Regions from separate parts of the Sus scrofa genome. Here region 2 is linked to region 1. A link is a contact called in public HiChIP or PLAC-seq data. All regions are on one chromosome and are shown on one strand. Each heading gives the region's core, a stretch centred on a gene start, on an enhancer-like site or on the middle of the called end of the contact. The rest is flanking DNA. Distances are from core to core; before and after follow the strand shown. Region 1 has its middle 300 kb from the start of KLF6. Region 2 has its middle 99 kb from the start of KLF6.

Evidence for each region. HiChIP or PLAC-seq counts read pairs in DNA pulled down with a chosen protein or histone mark.
Region 2: an H3K27ac HiChIP or PLAC-seq map of alveolar macrophages shows a contact between it and region 1. The contact joins two enhancer-like sites. A contact is called at or near these places in 1 of 47 Hi-C or Micro-C datasets (embryonic fibroblasts) and 1 of 2 datasets of contacts at active chromatin or transcription factors (alveolar macrophages).

What each region holds. Positions count from the first base shown.
Region 1 is chr10:66,185,966-66,192,811 of Sscrofa11.1, forward strand. No RefSeq gene overlaps it. Among named protein-coding and RNA genes, the nearest start is that of KLF6, 300 kb to the right of the region's middle. Within about 2 kb of position 3,871, at least 4 of the 83 cell types and tissues checked have an H3K27ac peak or open chromatin away from gene starts, as enhancers often do. A contact at or near this core is called in alveolar macrophages, where this site is marked.
Region 2 is chr10:66,385,553-66,392,398 of Sscrofa11.1, forward strand. No RefSeq gene overlaps it. Among named protein-coding and RNA genes, the nearest start is that of KLF6, 99 kb to the right of the region's middle. Within about 2 kb of position 2,354, at least 9 of the 83 cell types and tissues checked have an H3K27ac peak or open chromatin away from gene starts, as enhancers often do. A contact at or near this core is called in alveolar macrophages, where this site is marked.

The sequences.
Region 1 (6,846 bases), core at 2,621-5,120:
TCTTTGAAGATTTGAGAGCGTTCTGTGCGGGCCTTGCTTCAGCAGCTTTATGAGTTTGGGCCCTTTGCGTTGGCTGTCGCTGATTGCTCCTTTTTGGTTTTTATTAAGTCCTGAGAATTAACCCCCCGCGAGACTGTTCCTGTCTGGAGAGCACCGCTTCCGCCGGGCCGTGGAAATCGAGGTGCAAGTGTGCCCGCAGAGCGTGAGGTTATGACAGATAGAGGAGGCATCAGGTACTCGTGGCACCGTCCCCTTTTATGGGTTTGAGGCGCTCGCTCTCCCTCCTTGTCCCCTGACCCTGGGGGGTGGAACCTACTTCCCAAAGGGTGGTCCTCAGAGGCGCGGAGCCGTGCCCGGGCTCGGGTGGTCGTTGTGCGTGCACAGCCGGGGTTGTGGAGGCGTGGGGTCATCTCCGCAGGGAGGCGGTGAGGTCGTGCTGCACTCCCCGAGGGGTGACGTCCAGCTCGGGCACCGTCCTGCCGTGGCAGAGGCTCGGGATCAGAGAACACAGCTGGGCGCCCATCGCGTTTCCTTCAGTGGGGCTCAGGGAGAGCAGGCCAGGGGACAGCCCCCCAGACCCGGTCATAAATGCCCCTGGATTTCTCTAAAGTGAGCCGAGGAGGGTGGGGGACCCCCCGGTCTCTCCGTGTCCACAGACCTGAGCGCACGTCAGGCGGGTTTCTCGAAAATGTGACTGTGGTTCTGGAATCTGTTCTCCCCATGCACCTGCTACATACTGCCGAGTCCGCTTTATAAATCGCCGCACCATCCGCGTCCTCGCCAGTTGAAGGGAGAAAAAATAACATCTCTCCCAGCTTCGTCAGGAGAATGGAATGTCCTTGCATTTCAAATGGCGTGTTGTGACGTGGAGGCTGGTAGAAAGTTAAATTGCTTAAAACTGGAACCGTCTAATGTGAGAAGGGGCACTTAAAAGGCAGGGACACTGCCCCAAGGTCCGTTAAATTAGGTTGAGCTGCAGCAGCAAACAGAGTCTCAGGAGCAGGGCTGCACGGCGACTCGCGGGAAACACCTCTCCACGCAGCACGTTGACACCGCAGCCGACAGCTTCCCGACTCCTTTCCCAGGACGCACGCGCCACCCGAGCTGAGCCGGGTCCCCTCGGCCTCCCAGCCGAGGAGTCTGAACTCGGTATTTCAGTGGCACACACATGACCGCCACAAGCCGCAGTGATGACACACAACCGGCCCCCATCTCACACACGCTGGAAGGTAAACCTCGTTTGGTTGAACTCATCCCAGCAGCAAAACTGAAATGCATTTTCCGTGTTTAATCCGGAACCTGCGGCCACTGTAACAGCAGTCGTCATTGCTCAAATGAAAAGTGCTGCGTAGTCAGACACGAGGTAATAACGGCGTCAGGATGGGGAGAAAATGTCTACAAAAAGTGAAAATGCACCTCGGCTGTTTAATTCCCATCACATTTTGGCTGTGCAGGAGGAACTGAATTTTTAAAGGCCTTAAACGTTTTCACTATATTTGCCTCAATCTTTGTTCCTTGCTGATGTTATAGCACTAGAGCAATACTATTTATTTCCTAAGTTCTTACTCTCCATGGATTTTACTAAGTGAAAGATACGTGTTGACATTACCAACCAATTAATTTCTTAAGACCCGTTATGTCTGTCTAATGAGTGAGATAGAAAGATTCACAACATGAGTCTACCTTACAAGAACCTCTTCAGTGTATTTGGGGCAGAGGCAAGCCCCTGATTAATAGTACTGTGCACACTGGCATTTGAGGTTTACAAGGAGAACGCAGCGCTGGTGGGGCTGTCTGGGCGGCTGTCCCAGGGAAACGCATTTCATCACACGCAAAAGGTGCCATGCCGAGGATGAAGTGAGCTAGCATCTGACCCCAGAAGGCGTGTCGTGTAGGACTGATGCCCTGGCTGAGAAAGGGAGGCAGGGTGAAGCCTGAGGCTGGGATATGGTCTGTGTGTTTGCTTGTTTGCCGTACCCATGGCGTATGAAAGTTCCCGGGCCATGGGTCCTTGACCAGTAGGCCGCCAGGGAACTCCCCTGAGACTGAGGTATGAGCACAAGGAAGGGCCACCCTCTGCACCTCATCTTCCCGTCAACCCGTGATCATCAATCCTGATGCCAGCTCCCGTGCCCCCGGAATGTAGCTGTGAAATTATGGACGAGAGGTGTTGACCTGCCCCTGGTTCCTGACACAGGACTCCTGATAGCCTTGGAATTCTGGGTGATAGGAGTTTCTTTTGTTCTAATGAGACCACTCTTGTGGGGCTCCTGGATGAGGGCGGGTCACCAGGAAGACCAGGTGACTTGAGAAGCTTGGAATTTTCAGCCTGCCCCACCCTCTGGAGAAGGGAGCAGGGCTAACAATGGAGTTAGTGGCGGCTCATGCCCACGTGATGAAACCTCCATCGGATTCTAAGAGCACGGGGTTCTGAGAGCTCCCGGGTCAGGTGAGCACATGGAGGTGCTGGGAGGGGGGCAGCTGGAGGGCCCGGATGCTCTGCCCCAGCCTGCACACCTGGCGGTGCCCCTCTGCCATCTGGATGAGCACCTGTTCCCTTCACCATGGTCTTTAATAAGCTGGAGAACACCGGCGCTTCCCCGGTGCCATGAGCCGCGCTAGCGGGAGAATGTCACTGGAACCTCTGACCTTAGCCAGGAGATCAGAAAGAGAGGTGACAAGCTGGACTTGGGACTGGCATCCACAGTGTGTGTGTGTGTGTGGCGGGGAGACTCCTGTGGGACTGAGCCCTTCCCCTGTGGGGTGTGACACGTCATCTCCAGATAAACGGGGTCAGGATTGAGGAGCCTGTCCGACCGCCAGCCAGGGTGGCGTCCTCCCCACACACGTCCGGCGACCAGGAAGGTGAGAGGTGCAGGGTGCAGGTGAGAGTGTTGTGGGTGAAGAGCGAGGGGACTCACCGGAGAGAAAGACCCGGCGAGAGGAGCTGGGCGTTCCCTGCACAGAAGGAAAAGCTGTAGGTTTTTGCGATGACAAAACCCCCGCAGAAACGGGCAACCTGGGCTCGAGCTCCCAGTGCTGATGCCCTGAACCTCCTTTCTTGAAGCTCAGGGGAAAGAAAAGAAGAGAATCCACGGTGAGGAAGAAACTCAGGTCGAATTGCAGAGAACCGGGAGCATGCTCCTGTGGGGGTTCGCAGACGGCTTGGGGTGTGGGAGGGTTCACCCCCAACCCAGGAAGCTTACTCGGGCCCCTCGTGTGACTCTTTGCTCCCCTTTCCTGCGGGAACCTGCTCCTTCCGTGGCTACCAGGGCCTTTTCTCTGCCCCAAGAGCTCGGCCTCCACCGCCTGCACGTTGGCGTCTCCCCACGGCAACACCAGCCCAAACCTCACACGCACAGACTGTTTCTGAGCACGTTAGCCCCCGCCAGGCCTCGGGTCACACCTGTTCCTCAAACTGTGTTCAGGCAACACCTGGGTCCCCGGGAGCAGGTTAGAGATGCAGGCTCTCCAGCCCATCGCAGGCTGAGCGGTCAGAATCTGCGTTCTAACAGGAAGCCCCAGGTAACCGTGCACAGTGAGGTTTGGGAGGCACCTGTTAAAGTGCCTGGACCCCTTCCTCGCAGCATCCGTCCTTGTTAAGGGCAGAAAGGCAGCGTGGGCGAGGCCTGCCCCCTTCTCCCCGGCTCACTCAAAGCTGCTGCTGCGTCCCTGGCGGGGTCCCACCTCCCCGTGGACAGCCCTGTGCTCCCCTCTTCACTGCCCCCGGCCGCCTGGTCCTGCTCTTCCTTCTGGACAGTTCTCCTCTCCTTCGACCCCAAGGCTCCTCTCCGAAGCAGCTGGACAGAGTGGGTGCTGCCTGCCCACGTTTTCACCAGATCCACTGCTGTCACGAGGCTCACACTCACCAGAGCGACCTTGTTGTGTAATGATTTAAATTATGTGACTCAGGAGTTCCCGTCGTGGCTCAGTGGTGACAAACGGGACTGGTATCCATGAGGACACGGGTACAATCCCTGGCCGCACTCAGTGGGTTAAGGATACGGCACTGCCGTGAGCTGTGGTGTAGGTCGCTGATGTGGCTCGGATCTTCAGTTGCTGTGGCTGTGGTGTAGGCCAGCGAATACAGCTCCGATTAGACCCCTAGCCTGGGAACTAATGTGCCACAGGAGAGGCCCTAAAAAAGCAAAAGCAAAAAAATAAAAAAAATAAAATAAAAATAAAAATTTAAAAATTTCCAATACAAATAGACCCTATACTGTCTTCACATCTCTCGGTTTCTCCTTGGAGCCCACCTCCAGGCTGCTTTTTTTTTTTTTTTTTTTTAATTTAGCAAAATATTTTTTAAATTTTAAAATTTATTTCAATGATTTTTTCCCATTATAGCTGGTGTACAGTGTTCAGTCAATTTTCTACTGTACAGCAAAGGTGACCCAGTCACACTTACACATATACACTGTTTTTCTTAAATTATCCTCCATCATAAGTGACTAGATACAGTTCCCGGTGCTATACAGCAGGATCTCATTGCTCATCCATTCCAAAGGCAATAGTTTGCATCTGCGAACCCCAAATTCCCAGTCTATCCCAATACCCCCGCCCCCCGCCCTGGCTTAATGGGGGGGGTGCCCTTTCAGTAAAACACAACTATTTCCTCCCTGCTTGAGGAATTCACAGGCCATTTATACTCAGTGTTGTGGACCATCGAAAGAGCTGGAAGCAAGCGTTATTTGACCAAGTGATTTACAGTGATGTTGCAAAGATACAATATAAATAGAAAAAACAGGATAATCAATAAGGATGCAATCCCTTAGCATAAATCAGCTTTGCGCACTTAGCTTATCAATGGATGCCTAACTTCAGAGGCAAAGTAAGAAAAAGAAAAGCAAAAATCCCAGTTGAAAAACAACCAAACACCCCTTTCTAGAGCTCTAGGATGAATGAATTAAGGAAATAAACATACCTTCTTGGGCTTTAGCTAAACCAAAGCACTGTTTTCAAAAAGACTAATTCTGGTGTGGTTGACATAACATAGGAGATGTGACCTGGAATTGAAAAATACTGCTGCTTAAGCAAGATCCGTCTTCTACATGTAGCGCTGTTTATAGGCAAAAAATCCATCCTACTCTAGTTTTAAACTGGAAATCGAACCCATGATTTGCCAAACAAATTCTCAACCGCGCGGGGCTAGGTCACTGTCTAAATTGCTCACGGTTGAAGATCTTGCCGCTCGTAAGGCCCCTCTTTTTGCCTCTGACATCCGTGAGAGTATTTCACAGTCTACTCTGTTTCCCTCTCTGTTCAGTCCCTTCGGCATCACAGCAGCTCTTGAGGGCATGGCCAGATCACATCTGCTCGCGGGGTTTGGTTAAGTGAAATGACATTTTCCAAAAAGCAAATTCGGGACACAGGCCATTGTACCCGGACCTTTTGGTTTCCTCTGACTTAGCAGAGACGAGTTTTCATCCCCAGTCCCACGCTGCGTCTCTGGGACTAGAATGTGCCCCGGGCACTGGAGGGCCGGGGTGGGGGCGGGGTGTGTGTGGTGGAGACCGGGTCCCACATGTGGCCACTGCAGAAAGAGCTTCAGAGTTTATTTTTGCAGCTTTCTAGAGTTAGAGTCCTATGGTGCCGAAACAAAGAGGAAATCCTATTCTCTCCATTAAAATAAAAAAAAAAAATTCTAAAAGAACGAAACTGCAGCTCTATTTTTAGAGGAAAGATGGGCGAGACGGGCAGGTGTGCGTGGAGATGGATCGGAAGCAGGAAAGATCACCAGGGAAATTTGTAGAGATAACATTGCAAACAAACGCCCTTCGTTAACCCAGTTTTAGATTTTTTTTTCTTGGCTCAAAATCCTATCAGAAATTCAATCCCGTTTTTCTCAAAAATTACACATTCCATCCATTTGGTCCTGCAGCCTTGCTCACTCCTGGGTTGTCCCCCCCAAAGTAGCCTTTAAAGGGATACAGTTGTACACACTTGCGTATGTTGGACCGAAAAGGCAGCAATGGGGAGAACTTCTTCCACCACTGGGGAGAAAAGAGGGCGCTTTGGTGGTAGACTTGTGACCTCGTTTTGGAAGGACTGGATTGAGAAATAAAGGGCTACTAGGAAAGAAATCCGTGCGTCTTACGGGGGTTACTCTGTGTGGTGTTTGGCCTCACCGGCGTTTCAGCCTCTCTGTAAACAGTAGAATTGTGGTGTGGCGTTTTTGCCAAGGAATGCAGTCCACGTGTAATAAAATGCGCCTTTTCTTTGCTGGCTGGAGGCAAACACCTGACTTCATTTTTTTTCAAGAGGTCACTGCGAGTATTGTCTGCTGATTGAGGCTTTCGGCAGGAGTCTGACAGTTCTAGCCTGCTTCTGAAATGATTAGGCTGCAAAACGAGACACAGCAAAATACCTGCATCCAGTCAGCTCCCTAAATTATCAAGAGGCTCAGTCTGTGCTCACAAAGAAGCCACTACTGGAGTTTACTCTGCTACATGAACATGGGTTTTTGCAAAGAGACCTTCAAGGTCATGTCCTTAGGAGGCAGAGTTTCACCCCAGAAAGAGCAGGGGGTTCGGAGTTAGAAATGCTTTCTTCCCTCTGGGTCACCCGCACTTGGAAAAGCCAAACCCAGGGTCTCGGAAGCGTCGACCAGCAGCCTCTTTGCTCTTGTGTGATACGGTCGCACCGTTTTCTTCCGAGAAGAATAACTATTCCATACCCTGTTCCTTAAAAATCACTGAAAGACTTTCCTGTCTGCTTAACTAAAGTGGGTAACTTCATTCAGTCAAGAGATATTGACTGAAGTACATGTAGGATGTATACTCAGATAATATGCGAGAGAAATGATTTTGTTGTTTGCAAAACTCTCAGATCTCAACCCAGGTTCAG
Region 2 (6,846 bases), core at 1,104-3,603, 200 kb after region 1:
GCCCGGTGCCTCCTCATCAAGAGAATCCAGACGACGGTGTCAGATCGGAGGCTGGCAGGAAGCATCCCTTGGGTGGGAGGAGGCTGCAGACACCCAGTCAATGAGGTGGAATGTGTGGGCTCAAAAGCAGAGTATTACGTTAGCAGAGAAAAGACAGACATCACTGAGATAAGAGGAAAGATGTGGGCAGCACGTGGCAGCACTGGGTGAAAATTAAATGAAAAGAGTTAACTAAAATTAAAAGGGGTAGATTTCTTCCTTTTTTTTTTTTTTTTTTTTTTTTTTTTGGTCTTTTTGCCTTTTCTAAGGCTGCTCCCTCGGCACGTGGAGGTTCCCAGGCTAGGGGTCCAATCGGAGCTGTAGCCGCCGGCCTACGCCACAGCCACAGCAATGCAGCATCCGAACCGTGTCTGCAACCTACACCACAGCCACTGCAATGCAGGATCCGAGCTGCGTCTGTGACCTACACCACAGCTCACAGCAACGCCGGATCCTTAACCCACTGAGCAAAGCCAGGGATCGAACCCGCAACCTCATGGTTTCTAGTCGGATTCGTTAACCACTGCGCCACGACGGGAACTCCAAGAGGTAGATTTCTTTTATGGGTGTCCTTGAGCCTTTTCTTCATCCAAGTACCACCACCCTGTCAGATAACTCACCCGCGTGATTATAGCCGCCACAGTTGACGGGGAGAAACGGGGATTGAGAGGGGAGGACGTGCCTACGTGTCCAATGGAGCTGCGGTGTAGCCAGATGTCCAATATGGAAGGAGACAGTCACAGGCAGAGAACACACAGCGCTCTCAGCCATCCTGGCGGAGCCGGCGTCTCAGATAACCCTTCTCCAAAGGTTTTAGCCACGCTGCTCTTAAGGGAGAGAAAAATACTGCCACACGCAGTCCCGTTGGAGTGGCACTGAGTTCCACTCTGTACATGCAGTTCACGGGACCGAATCCCACCCTCAGAGACACTTGGAGAGGAGAAGCTGGCAGTGAATGCTTCTTGCGGTGGAGCAGGAGCTGTCACCCAACTTCCCAGTTTCCGGGAAAGCCAGATAGCCTGTTATAACCCCGTGCTTCCTTCTAACAAAAGAGACAAAATGTCTACACTCCCTTCAAGGTTTGGGGACCTTGTGACCTATGCGGAGCATTTCAAGAGAGAAACTTGAATAAGACTTTCAATTAATAGCAATTTTGCCTTTCCTAACATGTCACCGAGGTGGGGCTCCTTCCCAACCCCTTTCTCCCACTTATTTATACAGAGGCTGGTCCCCACATTTGTCTAGAAAGTCCCTGCTTTGCATGTGTGCCCAGCCGAGGCAGCGCTATTTGCATGTGCTGTGTAGCTCCGTGCTGGCAGCCTAAGAACAGCAGCGTTGCAGAAGCTGAGGTATATTCTTGGACTGACCCCATTCACTCAATCACTCCCCAGATACAATACAAGGCTATTGAAGGGTCGGAGACCCTGGCGGATTTGAAGGCTTTGTGCTCATTCCAGGATGTCTTTGTTCGGGTAACAATAGGTGACATCCCACATAATGCAGGCCATTTGTACCACTGCCTGCTGGAACTTCCTGTTTGGAACGCGCGGCAGAGAGGTTGCTGAAAAGCCTGGGTAGGCGGCGAGAAAGGAGCCAAACAACGCCGGATTTCCAGGATTTTCTCTGGTTGAGGATGAAGGCAATTAAATGGGTGAGGACCCAGAGAAAAGACAGCATTGCGCTGGGCGACCCGCATGCTTGAAAGTGGGTTTACAGGTCTGCGAACGCGCCGGACTCCTGCAAAGCTGGGCCCTCACGCTGAGGCAGGTGGCCCCGCCTGGGCCCTCTGCTTTGCTCCCAGAGCACCTGCCAGCTTTCCAGCACCTCAAAGCCGGGCCTTTCCCAAAGACCATCATTTATCAAAATAAAAGAGAGGATCTCCTGGAATTCAATACTTTTTTGCTGTTTACATGATTTGGGGTATTGAAATCTGTCGAGTGAAGGGAGAGAAGCAATGTATCTTCTTAACAAAGTGTCTCTGGAGAATGAGGCCAATCCTGGCACTTGCTGACGGGACTTCCACAGAGACAGAGTGATCCCCATCTGGCCCGCTGCTCACGCGTGAGCCCGGAGCCTACAGACGGGCGCTGGGGAGGGGGGCAGGTTCAGGGCCCCAGCATTGGCCGGAAGGGTCTCAGGTCCCAGCTGGTCACCTGAAGTCTTGAGCAAGTTCCTTGACCCCACTGAGCCCCTGCTTCCTCCTCAGACAAGGCGGGGTCTTGCTTCTGCGTGTGGGGAGGACGGGGTACACAGAGCCCATCCCGGAGGTGCCCGCGGGACTCGGATGGGTGGGGCAGTTTCTCCACGCCCAGAGCACATCCTCCCCAGACCCAAGGACCGGGGTTGAGCAACAATCCCATGACATCTGAGCATTTCCAGCAGCCTCCCAAAGAAGTTTCATATGTCTAAACCCTTTGAAAGGGAGGCGTATAAACTAGGCATATTCTTCTCTGAGGAGGGTCTGAGTTTTACAGGCAAAGCAAGGGAGCCCGAGCTGGGGTTTGCTGATGTCATAGAGGGAGGCGAAAACAAATATTTGGAAACTTTTTTGGAAATGACACAGCAAGGATAAGAACCCAAGAGCATGCTAAAGGTACAAGACAGACTCTTATGTGCTAACAGTAACACTAGTTTACAAGGATTGAGCTGCTAGAATGGGACGGACACTGCTATTCCCTCTCTACGCAATATTATTCATCATTCCTGGGAGGGACAGGTCATTTTTTTCTAGATACAACAAATGAGAAAGCCGATTAACATGATCTGGTAGGTACTTGATCTTGGACATGAGAGAAGGTTGGATGCGTGTGGCAGGCACTCTGCTGAAAGCTTTTGATGACGAGGTAACACCATGTAATACTTATTTCACTGATGTGAGAGGTAAGGAATGAACCGCTTTGAGTGGACGCATTTCTCAGCCTCACCCAGACAAACAAGTGGACGCAAACCTGACTCTTTAATGTGGTTTGCGGCAAGCGCCTTTGTCCTTCTCCACTCCCGCGGCATCACTGCGCCTGTCTCAGGGCCCGAGAACACACATGGCAACCCCCCAGCTGTGTGAGCTTGGGCAAACAATTTAACCTCACTGTTCCTCGAGTGCCCATCTGTAAAATGGACTAATAGTAACAGCCCACACTGGAGCAGGTGTTACAAGGACCAGGTAGCGAAGTTGATGCTCTCAAAACCCTTGCAGCAGTGCCTGGCGCATAATAAGTGCTCAAGAACTGTTAGCCTATAAATTCCTGACTCATTATCATCACTCCATCTGAGCTGAGTGAAAGTCTCACCCAGAATAAATAGGCACAGAATTCAAGAACTTGACAGAGTTGCTTGGCGGCTCAGGGGTTAAGGATCCATCACGGCTCTTGTTCCGTCCCTGGCAGGGGAAGGTCTGCGTGCTGTGGGCGTGGCCAAAATAAATGAATAGGAGTTTGATGCGTTCTTATCTGCCCTCCTAGCCCTTCAGGAGCTGGCCACCCTCCCCAGCGAAGGTCATTGTCGGTTCTCCCGGAATTATGCTGCCCACTGCTCTGCCTGCACCCTCCTCCTCAGCTCTCTTTGGGAAACAGCAAAACCAGCTGCCAGGCACCAAAGGGCAGGCGGTCTCCCCCCACCGCCCAGTCCAGCCCTTGGCCTCTCGGTCAGTCGGTATTTTTGTCACATTCTCTGGAAACACTAAGGCGTCTCTTCCAGCATTTGCACCTAACGAAGCTTCTTTCTTTGGATGTGTGGCATTAGGCTTTCAGCCAGAGTACATCTGTGTTCATTCCGTTGGTGAAATTATATTTTAAGACCTTCCTAATTTTTTTTAAAAGAAAATGTGTCCTCTAAATACTAACTGGCAGGCAGGGTGCGGGGGCTGGGGATACAAAGGTGAATAAGGCAAAGTCCTCCCGTTTGCCGTTGTCCCCGTCTGCTAGGGAAAAGGACATCGCCACGGACCATCGAAGTGAGTCCTGGGACCACAGGTGTCCAGGAAGTGCCGAGGGGGAGGGCAGTGAGATCCCAGGAGCCCCCGAGCCCTGGTGGGCGTCCACGGGGGATTTGACTGTGGCCACTTTGGAGGGACGGGTATGTGAAGCCCAGACACCTCTTCCTTCCTCCCCACCCTCCGAGCACTCTGAGCCCGGGGCCAGGTAAGCTTGACCTCAGGAGACTTTGGAGGAGAACAGGGAGAGCGTGAGTCAATCCCCTTTACCTGCATAAAAAAGGCTCAAAGCATGTTTTTCCGGGGAGGATGATGACTGAGGGGGTCAGGGAAGCCCCTTCCTGCAGCTGAGAGCTCCTGGAGAAAAACCCCAGCAGTTCTGCCCCTGCGGCTCTGTCTTCCCGGAGGTAAAGACCAGAGGACTAAGCAGTGGAAAGGTCGCCAGCAAGAGAAACCACCCAGGAGTGGCTCAGCAGGTTAGGAACCCGACTAGTATCCACGAGGACGCAGGCTTTACCCCTGGACTCACTCAGCAGGTTCAGGATCTGGCGTTGCTGTGGCTGTGGTGTAGGCTGGCGGCTGCAGCTCTGATTTGACCGACCCTAGCCCGGGAACCTCCATATGCCACAGGTGTGGCCCCTAAAAAAAGAAGAGAGAGAGAGAGAACCCACTCAACAGGTCCCACGTCCCCCTGGAATCCCCGCCGGGTCTACCCTCGCCTGCAATCTCCCTGTGCATCGACTGCACCACTGAGGGTCCTGCTCAGATTGCCATCTCCGACTAACTAATCAGAAGGCGTGTGAGCCCCAGGAGAGGTCAGGACAGTCATAAAGCTCCAACCCACACCTGGCTTCTCGCTCAAGGAAAGGACTTGCAGTCTTCGATGGAGTCCTGTCAGCGCTTGCTCTGTCTTATCTCCTAAAATTTCAAATAGTTCTCGTAGTTGGCCAGAGAGTTGAGACCCAAGCGCCTGGAGTATTGTGTGCAATCCCCGCTTCCCCCTCCCTCTGCACTGCTCCCCTGACCGATTCCCCAAGATCAGACCCAGGTGAAGTAGAGGGGGAGCCATGCGGTTCTCAAGTTTTGGGGGGTCAGGTGTCCCCCCTCACAGTCAGGAGCTCATCTTTACCGTACATGCACCAGCCTAAGCCCACACACCCCACACGAATGTCCACGCCTGACTTTAACCTGAGTCTGGGGAGAAGACGATTCATGCAGATGCAGGCAGTGGTCCCTCCCGAGGTCCTAGGGGCCCACCAGGGCGAAGGAGCTCCAGGTTTGAAACCACTTGCTTTAGGTCCTGAAAGATACTCAGTCGCCTAATCACCTAATCACTCAGGGGGTTTCCTGCCCGCAGCACCCTCCCCCGCACCCTGAGAAACCATGTGCCCTGCCGGCCATGCAAGACTCCACCAGGGGCGAGGGATGAGCGGCAAGCCGTCCATGAGGGCAGAGCGGTCTCTCCCTGGCAATCCGCAGGCACTCCTAAAACCCGCTCGCCGGTGATCAAATTAGGAATCCTTTCACATCAAAGAAAAGTTCCGTTTTCATACCCGGGGTGAATATTGGATATCACTTTTTTTCTGCTCGGCATTTTGATATAACTATGCAATAATGTCCAAATAATGCCATGTTTACATATGCCAGGTGACAAGCGGTGTGTGTGGGATTACGGCGTTGAGGAGGGGATATTAGAAACATCTGAAGCATAATGAAAACTGTATATTGAAACATAACTTTTCTTCTGCAGTTTTATGTGTCATTGACAAAAAAGCAGGCAGGAGAAATTACTCCGACAGTAGAATCCCCCCCAGCTTCCACCGTCTGGTAACGGCGCTGCTCTTAGGGACAAAGTCCGGGATGAGAGAAGATTTCACGGAAGAACTGGCCAAAGGAAAGCCTAATTGCAAAACCACTGTCATTAATGTTGCAGAAGTGATTTCTAAGAGTGTGAAAAATTAGCATTAACAGTTCTGTACGAAGTTATATCGGACTACAATTTTAAATCGAGCTGACCTTTCAAAGACAAACTAATTACCAATTTGAACAAAAAGACAGAGTGTGCCAAGTGGCAGAGTATGTGTTTAGCCTTCGTCTAAGGAGGCAAAATGGTCTTGAGCAATTATTTCATTGAATCCACTCAACATAGCTCACTTAGACCTAAAAGGACTCTCTCCCGAAGAGCAGGTTATCTGTCTTAAATTTATCTAGATAGTTACCCCAGATCTGCAAATCACTTTACAATGAATCTACACCCAAATCGATCTCTCTAATTAAACAAAACAAATGCAGATTCAGTTGATTGAGTCTCTTCCTCAACAACTTTAATTTAATGTAATATAACTACTTATTGAGTACCTATTTTGTGCCTGCCACTAAGGGAAGCTCTTCGATAATGGCTCCTTCTTGATAAAAAAAAAAATCTAAGGTTTTTGAAGAGGGGGCCAAGCCTTCCGCAGCCTGGGCCCCAGTCACCTTTCCGCTTACTTCCCCCGCCCAGTCACAGGCCACCGTATCCAACAGCCTTGCCCTTGCCACGCATCAGGTGGCAACGCGGAGGCCATTGCCGCTTTACACGAAGCAGCAGGTGCCAGCTCCTTCAAAGCTCAGAGGCACGCCCCCCTTCCAGGGCCTCTCCTTAGGGTTCCTTCCCCTCTAATCCTTCAGAGCAGTTTACAAGGATGAGGGATTCGCAGGTGCCCATGTGGAAAACCGCCCACGCTATTTTGCTAGAGAAGAGACCCGGAGGTGAGAACAGGTGCCTTCTCACACATCGCTGCCTGGATCCTTCCTCGCGCTCTCGCGCGCGGCACAGCCCTTGGAGGGGCCAGCTGGTCCGTGGGGTGGCAGGAAAACATCACGATGCTGGCGAGGGAAGA